2 separate regions of the Bombyx mori genome follow, and region 1 is linked to region 2. A link is a contact called in public Hi-C data. All regions are on one chromosome and are shown on one strand. Each heading gives the region's core, a stretch centred on a gene start, on an enhancer-like site or on the middle of the called end of the contact. The rest is flanking DNA. Distances are from core to core; before and after follow the strand shown. Region 1 holds the start of Cyp18a1 (cytochrome P450 18a1). Region 2 has its middle 12 kb from the start of LOC134199536.

Evidence for each region. Hi-C and Micro-C count contacts between places; a contact is called where the count stands out from the background.
Region 1: a contact with region 2 is called in a Hi-C map of posterior silk gland, with 1.7 times the contacts expected there. The contact joins the promoter of Cyp18a1 here to the enhancer-like site in region 2. A contact is called at or near these places in 3 of 7 Hi-C or Micro-C datasets (posterior silk gland and whole pupa).

What each region holds. Positions count from the first base shown.
Region 1 is chr10:10,410,535-10,415,116 of ASM3026992v2, reverse strand. Cyp18a1 (cytochrome P450 18a1) reads left to right here and starts at 2,314. Exons shown (of 6, transcript NM_001083609.2): 1 at 2,314-2,809; 2 at 3,022-3,143; 3 at 3,251-3,475; 4 at 3,806-4,010; 5 at 4,101-4,365; 6 at 4,452-4,582. The coding sequence starts at 2,425.
Region 2 is chr10:10,361,253-10,365,720 of ASM3026992v2, reverse strand. No RefSeq gene overlaps it. Among protein-coding and RNA genes, the nearest start is that of LOC134199536, 12 kb to the right of the region's middle. Within about 2 kb of position 2,675, at least 5 of the 8 cell types and tissues checked have open chromatin away from gene starts, as enhancers often do.

The sequences.
Region 1 (4,582 bases), core at 1,065-3,564, 50 kb before region 2:
GAATATAAATTTCAAATAAAAAAAATTTATTTAAGATTACATTATAGTTTAACGTCTACAAAATAATTTAATCTCGATATTTGCATATCCAAGGTCAAAGTCAAGTCACAGCTTATCACTGTGGATTTTGTGGAATCACTATCACTATCACTGCCGAAATTTTGACTCATCTTTGAGTAAAAAAACAAATTTTTAACGGGTTTATTATTGAACAAATAAAAATGATATATTTCTATGTTACCGGTAAGCCCTGTGACGACTATCACTAAATGTATATTATGAAAAAGGTCTAGTTTTTAAGACGTGACGTGATAAATGAAAAAATCAGTAAGTACCGTACCGACGCGCGCACGAATGCAACCAACATGAACAAGCGAAAGTTCAAAAAAGTATTTTATATTAAATAAAATGAAAATAAACAAGCGACAGCCACGTGAATAACAATTGGAACGACTTAAAAAGGTTATCATTTACTTTTCAGATATGAAAAAGGTTTCGCTTTTATGTTTATGTGCATAAATGTAGTCTATTTATTTAATATATATTTTGTACACACAGCTGTTAGAAAAGACACGTCAATAAGGATACAGAGTACAAGGGCACTACTTATTTCATGCTGAAATCTCTTCCAGTAGGCCCGCAAAAGGAAAGAAGAATTAGGAACACAAACCTAGTGCATACAGTAAACATTACATATATATATATATATATATATATATATACATATTACAAGAAGTCTATGTTTTTTTTTTTTAAAGCTAATTGTTTTAGTCGATAGTTTTACGTCCTATAAAGTCTTAGAAGAACCCTTATGATTATTTTCAGGACCCCTACTAGAAGGTTTTGTTTTTTCTCTCAATAGAACACGAGAAAAGCTGGATACCTTAGAAAGAAATTTCCTTATTTAATAACATTTTCCTTATAAATTTATACATATAATAACATGTTATATAAAGAGCAAATAGTTGTAACTGCGTAATTTTCACACTTAGCTACCAACTAATTATTGTTTCTTATACGTACCTAACGAAAGTTTTTTATTGTTTTTGTCGCAAAATCAGTAAATTTTCTATTAAATTAATACAGAACAGTAATATTTATAGAGTAAATTTAATATGTAAAAAAATGCGAATCAATCATAAGTTTTGCGTTTTGTAACTCAATTATAGTAAGATTGATTTAAATAATAGTATCAGAGTGTGTGGCGGAGAGTCGAGCGCGTAGAATGTCGTTGACCCGCCCGTCACCTTGCACAATTACGCAATTCGTTAATCTTATCATCTGCGACCTCGCCAATCCCTACCCCTCTCCTAAATTCAACGCTTACAATGCATACATTCAATACATACACGCACGAATTTTAAGGCCATACCCAAAGTCAACTTACATTTAAAATTCGGCATGAGCTTGTTCTTGACATACACAATAATGCCCTTCAAAACCAGACTCGCAAGTAATCAAAATACTAATGTTCTATTATATAAAAGACAAATAATTTGTTTTGTTTTTTTAGTATCTTATTTTTCGAAGTTTTTGAATGCCAAATTTTTAATTAAATGTTATATAAAACATGAATGCATAAAATTATCGAAATAAAGTGGGTACAATCAGTAAGAGCTCTATCTAGCTCTACGAGCGTTCGCTACGCGGCCCGTAGCGCTACTCGGTAGAGTTGGAGCAAGCCGTACGTACTCGCTACCGAGTAATGCGCATAGAACCAAAATCTACATACACACCACACAATTTTTATTCATCTACATTACTGCAACAGTTTATTTTAAACGTTTTAATCTTCTATAATTTTTTAACAATTATAAAAAAAATTAAACATAAATCAATCCAACCCGAATTGAGCCAAAGATACATTTCAAATTAGTAAAATACTTTTATTATGCCTTTAAAATAAACAATGTTGCTTTTCGATTCAATTTTATACACGTTTAAATATAAAGTTTGCAATAATATGTATATTTTATTGTTTCAATCGTTTATTATAATATTATTAAATAACGTGCAAATTTTTTTTATAATTTTTTATTGCCTCTGTTGGCAGGCGAGCATACGGCCCACTTAATGGTAAGTGGTCACCGTCGCTCACGGACGTCAGCAATGCCAGGGGCAGATTCAAGCCGCTGCCTACCATACCAAATGTGGATATCAGCGCTGTAAACTATTGTATTTACAGCGCTTAATAGCAGAAAAGCGATTGAGAGATCCTGTACGCCGGTGGGACGGACTCGCTACTATTTATTCGCAAGGCCACGGCAGCGGCGCGCCAGTGCGCAAACGTTGCTCGCACGCGGTATACAATCACAGTGTTCTGACGTCGCATGCTCGCGATCTACGTTCCGCGCACGCATGTTTCGTTTCGTCTGAACGAAAAGTTAATTTTTATTTAAAAAAAAAAAAAACAAATCAGTAAAAATGATAACTATGCTTACGAATTCGAAAATTCTGTGGGCGCTTTGGCAAGTGATGAACTATTGTGTATCTCGTACGTCGGTGATGCTGATCATTGTAACCTGCACGGCGTTGTTGTTGACTCAATTCCTGAAGCTAGTACGTGACATTCGCAAGTTGCCCCCGGGACCGTGGGGACCACCCGTCGTCGGCTACCTACCTTTTCTCGGAGTCCGGCACAAGACGTTCCTTCAATTGGCCAGAAACTATGGAGCTCTCTTCTCTGCGCGACTCGGAAACCAATTGACCATCGTTATGAGTGACTACAAAATTATCAGAGAAGCCTTCCGACGCGAAGAATTCACCGGTCGTCCCAGCACTCCCTTAATGCATACTTTAGATGGTCTTGGTAAGTGTTTAATTTTCAAACAATTTCACATAAGATTTCAATAAAAAATTCTATAGTAAAAAATTGTATAATAATTTAAAGTAACATAAAACTTTATCCACAAGACTGAAAGTTACACATGTTAAAGTGGGCGTTACCGAGTCGGACCTACCGGTGCGCATGCGCCGCCTACACTCGTAGACCCTACTAAACACCTCCCTCTTATTATGCAGGCATCATCAATAGCGAGGGCCGCCTCTGGAAAAATCAACGACGGTTCTTGCACGAAAAACTACGGGAGTTCGGCATGACTTACATGGGAAACGGCAAAAAACTAATGGAGGATAGAATCAAGGTTTGTAATATACGCTTAATAAATAAACTAAAATAAATGTTGCTATTTATGAACGTACTAAAAAAGCTTCGAAAGAAAACTTAGAACGTATTATTTTTATTGTTTAGAATGAAATCCACGAGCTGATTGTAAGCCTGCATCGAGCGCAAGGCGCACCTATTGACGTAAATCCTCTCCTTGCGCTGTGCGTGTCCAACGTTATCTGCGGTATCACGATGTCGGTCCGTTTTAGTAACGGCGATGTACGCTTCGAGAGACTCAATCATCTTATCGAAGAAGGAATGAGACTTTTCGGAGAAGTTCACTACGGAGAATACATTCCTCTGTATAATGTAAGTTTAAAAGCATACTATTCATTTTAAATTTCAAAACGTAATATACAAATACCTAAAGTCATAAACAGGATTTATTTTTTTATCTTTTTCGATGCTAATCGTCGTATGTACACTAAAGCAATTCGAACGTATTTTTCTTTTTTTTAAACAAGCTTGAACAAGAAACAAGCTTATACTGTGTCACATTTGAATGCGTTTACTGTGTCACATTTAAACAAGTTCGTTAAACAGCATTTCCAAACTCGTCAATAAAATAAATCACACAACCTAAGTACCACGAAAATATAGATAGACATTTTTTATGTTAATTTATTTATTTTGTTTTAGTATCTACCTGGAAAAGCTCTAGCTCAAGAAAAGGTCGCAAAAAATCGCGATGAAATGTTCGCGTTCTATCAAACATTGATAGACGAGCACCGCGAAACTCTGGACATCAATAATGCCAGAGACCTTATCGATGTCTACTTAATTGAAATCGAGAAGGCGAAGAGCGAGGGCAGGGCCGGCGAACTCTTCGAAGGAAGAGATCATGGTAAGTTATAATAGATTAATTATCATTTCATTAGCTCTTTCTTTGGAAGCTTCTTAAACCGATTTAATAACACTCTACTTTCTGTTTTAGAATTACAATTAAAACAAATACTTGGAGATCTTTTCTCTGCTGGTATGGAAACCATAAAGTCGTCGCTTCTGTGGATGATAGTATTCATGTTGCGAAACCCAGACGTGAAAAGGCGTGTACAAGAAGAACTCGATGCGGTCATTGGCCGAGAACGTCTCCCTTCTATTGACGACATATCTAGTCTTCCATACACCGAAACTACAATTTTGGAAACGCTAAGATTATCAAGCATTGTTCCTTTGGCAACCACACATTCTCCGACTAGGTAAGCTTCAAAAAAACTACAAAATAATAACAGCATTATTGTTGTTGCTTTTAAAACAATTTTTATTTATTAATTTATTGTTTTAGGGATGTGCAAATCAACGGCTATAAGATTCCGGCGGGTTCTCAGGTTATACCACTTATTAACTGCGTGCACATGGATCCGAATCTCTGGGATGAACCAAACAAATTCAATCCTAGTAGATTCATCGACGCGA
Region 2 (4,468 bases), core at 1,426-3,925:
ACGAGTATGATGGACGGACGGGCTCACAGCCCACCCGGTGTTAAGTAGTTACTGAAGCCCATAGACATCTATGACGTAAATGCGCCACCCACCTTGAGATATAAGTTCTAAGGTCTCAGTATAGTTACAACGGCTGCCCCACCCTTCAAACCGAAATGCATTACTGTTTCACGGCTGAAATAGGCGGGGAGGTGGTACCTACCCGTGCGGACTCACAAGAGATCCTACCACCAGTAAAACTCTTGAAGTAATTACCCCAAACTGGTTTGTCCCTTCAATTTTCATTCATTTATGTTTTAAACAGTACCTTTCTTAAAATTCATGAAGTACACAATAAATTTATGTGGTCAAGCTGTATCTACCTGGTGGTAGGATCTCTCGTGAGTTCGCACGTGTAGGTACCACCACCCCGCCTATTTCTGCTGTCAAGCAGTAATGCGTTTCGGTTTGAAGGGTGGGGTAGCCGTTGTAACTATACTGAGACCTTAGAACTTATATCTGAAGGTGGATGGCGCATTTACATTGTAGATGTCTATGGGCTCCAGTAACCATATAACACCAGGTGGGCAGTGAGCTCGTCCAGCCATTCTAAGCAATAAAAATGGTTCTTTCTTCTCGCACGATCATGGGGCAATAGTAATAATGAATAGTTAAGGTCAGATACCCCATTCTTTCTATACAATTATTAATTTTATGTCAGATCCTTTAATGATTTTAACTAAATATCACATAATTATTTTATCGATACGAAAAAATTGCGAACAAAAGTCGCAAATTAATCCCCCTAATACTTTCACCTGTCTTAATAAATAAACAAAGTTTTTTTTTTGTATACAGTCGCCGACGACATGATACAAATTCGAACACACAGTGCAATGACTTATTACATAAGCTTTTGTATTTAATTACAATGATGGCCCAGCTATGTATATTGTTTTATCACCACAAATTTGTAACAATGTTTGTTTACGTTTTTATTTTTATCTTTAGTTTCTAGTTTGATTTTAATATATTTTTTTAAATATTTTGAGTCTGTATCAAAACATACACTCTAAATGTTATCTAGTTAATAAACGAATAATTGCGGATACCGTATTGGCATTGATTTTGCTTCCTTTCATATTATATGAGATTGTACAGGTGTATTTTAATAACGTAGCTTTCACTATATTACCGAGTCAAATCTAAATAAAGGCGAGGACCGGATCTAAATGATTTTTATTGACCGAATAATGAAGACAGCAATGTTCGTTCGGGATTCGCAATCAGATGAATTTGGATGATAAACTTTTATTTGTGACAACGAGATTTCTAAAATCAAAATCGCCGCCGATTTTTTTTTATTGCCCTTTTAGGCAGACGCGCATACGACCCACCTGATGGTGAGTGGTTACCGTCGCCCATGGACTTCAGCAATGCCAGGGGCAGAGCCAAGCCGCTGCCTACCGCTATAAAAACTTTTAAAAACTTTTACTTTTATTTTCCAGAGTAAAAAATGATAATTTATATCGAAGTAACGATGTGCAATGAAACCGCGGGCGCGTCCAATACACCTAAATGTCGCACACACGGCCTCAGCACTCACAAACGGCCTTTGCAGTTCGGCTCGGTCGACGACCTGCCTAGGGTCGATGACCGAACCCACATTTAGTTTTCACTTTCGTTCACTAAGGATAACTGTACCATATACGTCACGTACATGCCCACAATTTCGTTCGCGCCCAACTTTTATTGGGAGCCCGCGAAGCGTACGCAATATTAAAACGTATAATAGTCGTTTTAAGTTTGAATTAGTCATATGCAGAAAACCTTGCGCAGCTTCGCTTTTAACATTCTAGTTGTGACCTATCCGAGGTTCTATTAAGCGCCCAGATGAGCACTTAAGATGACTTTGTGGGTACGTTGACCAAATTTTAGTTATACCCATATTAAAATAAGTTCATTTACATACTAAATGTTAATCGAAACGTGCAATAAACGTTCACCACCTCCATCACCTGCCTAAGCAGAAGGTCGTTGCACTAATAACAGCCAATGTCGTAACTCGGGCGTTGGACCGGTGTCCTTTTGATGCATTTTGGTTACAATTAGGTAATTTTGACAAGATGGTGGGAGCAAGACGACGCCGAGGGGAGGCGCGGCGCGTGGGGTTGCGAGTTTGGCGATGTTTGCGCAAGCGCCGGTCGTCGACTCGGTTATGTCAGCGGTTTACGTAAGCGTCACCTCGCAATGCTCTCGGGGCAGGCGCCAATTGTAGCCCCGCGACCGTTTCGCACCTCTCGCGGACTATTTGCGGACGACCGCGACTTGTTAGCGTTCCGTCCACACCGCGCCTTTCCACCGACTCGCTCAACCGTCTTCCAACCCTCGACTAGACGATAATTAACGCGATAACGAACAAGCGAACATTAATATTGCACACACAAAACCTTAACCAAACAATCCACGTTAATGTACCGGATAGCTATGAAGATCAGCTATTGTGCAAATATAAGGAGCATTCGATAAATTCTAACGTTATAGTGCATAAGGATTATAATTAAGTTTCTTCATTGTTGCTAATATCAGGCTGTGCCCTTAAAGAATAATTATGCGATATGGTTATAGTCAGAGGAGAAGGGGCTGAAGCGGTTGCGTCAGCGCACGGAGAGCGGTCGGGCTCAACGCACAAGGTTGCATAGGTCAATGCTCTAGAAATATGACACCCGACCCAGGGCAAGCGCTCGCACACGTCCGTCTTCCACGCCAGCTTCGTTCGTATTATGCGTAGACCGTAGACAATTCGACTACGCTCGTAGACAATAAACATGCAATACAAAAACATTTTTTCAAAAATGATTTTTTTTAAAACTATTTTATCGGTATCGGTGTTAGAATTCATGACTCCTTAGCTTCGATAAGATCGTTGTCGAGTACAATGGAAAGCGTTACTGTTTCAGTACAGTTATGCCCATTATAAACTATTGTTAAACTAGTTGTCCTAAATGATGACAGTTTATTTTAACGGTACACGCACAGCTTCGTCGAGTAACCTTCAAAAGAGAGAACGTGCCGTCGTAAGCACGTACAATGTGCCAACTCTTTTTTTACGTTGGCGTTTCGCAATTTTTTTTAAATAATTTTGCCTTCGACCTTTGTGTGCCGCCCAATTTATTCCGATTGATATTCCTGCGGCGACGTCTTGTTCTTTTCGTAACTTGTCGTCGAGCGCTATGTGCGTTCGTGACGTGAGGACCATGCCATTAGGCGTTAAAGCACACGCACCGTATACAAATAGTCTTTAAATCGCTAATTAATTATGCGTTTGCTCTATTGACACACCACCGTTTTTTTGTAATATACCGACATGTAACAACAAAAAAAAAAAACGTTTCGTCAAATTCTGTCTCATTGATTTATTTTTAAAGACATTCATGACTGGATACAAGATCAACCTATAGGAGTTTAATACGTTAAAAAAGGAATAGCGGCAAATATAATATGATATTACGTTCAAAGATTTTCTTCTGCTACATTTCAGTGATCATGCGGCGTATTGTATGACCACTGATTAAGTAGCAATAAGTAGCACAATCCTGCCTATTTCAGCCGTAAAGCAGTTATGCATTCCAGTCTGAAGACGGCAACAGACGAGATATAACACAATTAAGACCTGGACCTCATGTCTTGAGCTGGAGGGCGACATTCACATGGGCAACCAAGTGGGCTTTCACGTTATATCTGAAAGAGAAAAAGAGAGAGAATACTTTATTTTACATCAAGATTTAACTGTCACTGAAAATAAGTCAACATGTATTGATTTTGAAAGACAATCTGATGTAACAGAATTTAAAAGCTTATACGACCGTTGGTATTAATTTTTGCCATTTTATCAAACTCGTTACGTGATTTTTTTTCATGGGCCCTTCACCGAGGACCCGCTTGTAAGTCTATTACAAAACTTAGAGGTCCACATTATTACGATCCTTGTGCAACACTATGGAAAGCAACGACGTAGCCCATATAGTGTAACAATTGTTATAAATCATCATTCCCTGACGCAACATCTATCCTTCGAAATAACTGGTGGTAGGGCGTCTTATGAGCCCGCATATGTAGGTACCGTCGCCCTGCTCATTTCGGTCGTGAAGCAGTAATGCATTTCGGTCGGAAGGTCGGAGCAGCCATCCAAGGAAAACAAATACAAAAAAATCGTTTTGTAGTAATTCACATAGGACATAAACTAGTGTCTGACTACAGTACCTATACTGCCCAACACCACGGCAACAACTCGAAAATACGACAACCCTGTATCACGTGGGCAGTCTACTGGACTGGCCCAATACTAGATTACAACATTTATATCTCCCCTCAGCATAGTAAGCCTATAATTGTAAGTCACATAACAAAGCAAAAGAAATTACTTTGATGTTTCGCTTTATAATATTTTTACGGACGTCGCAATCGTTGCCCAAAATACTTTTCGAAA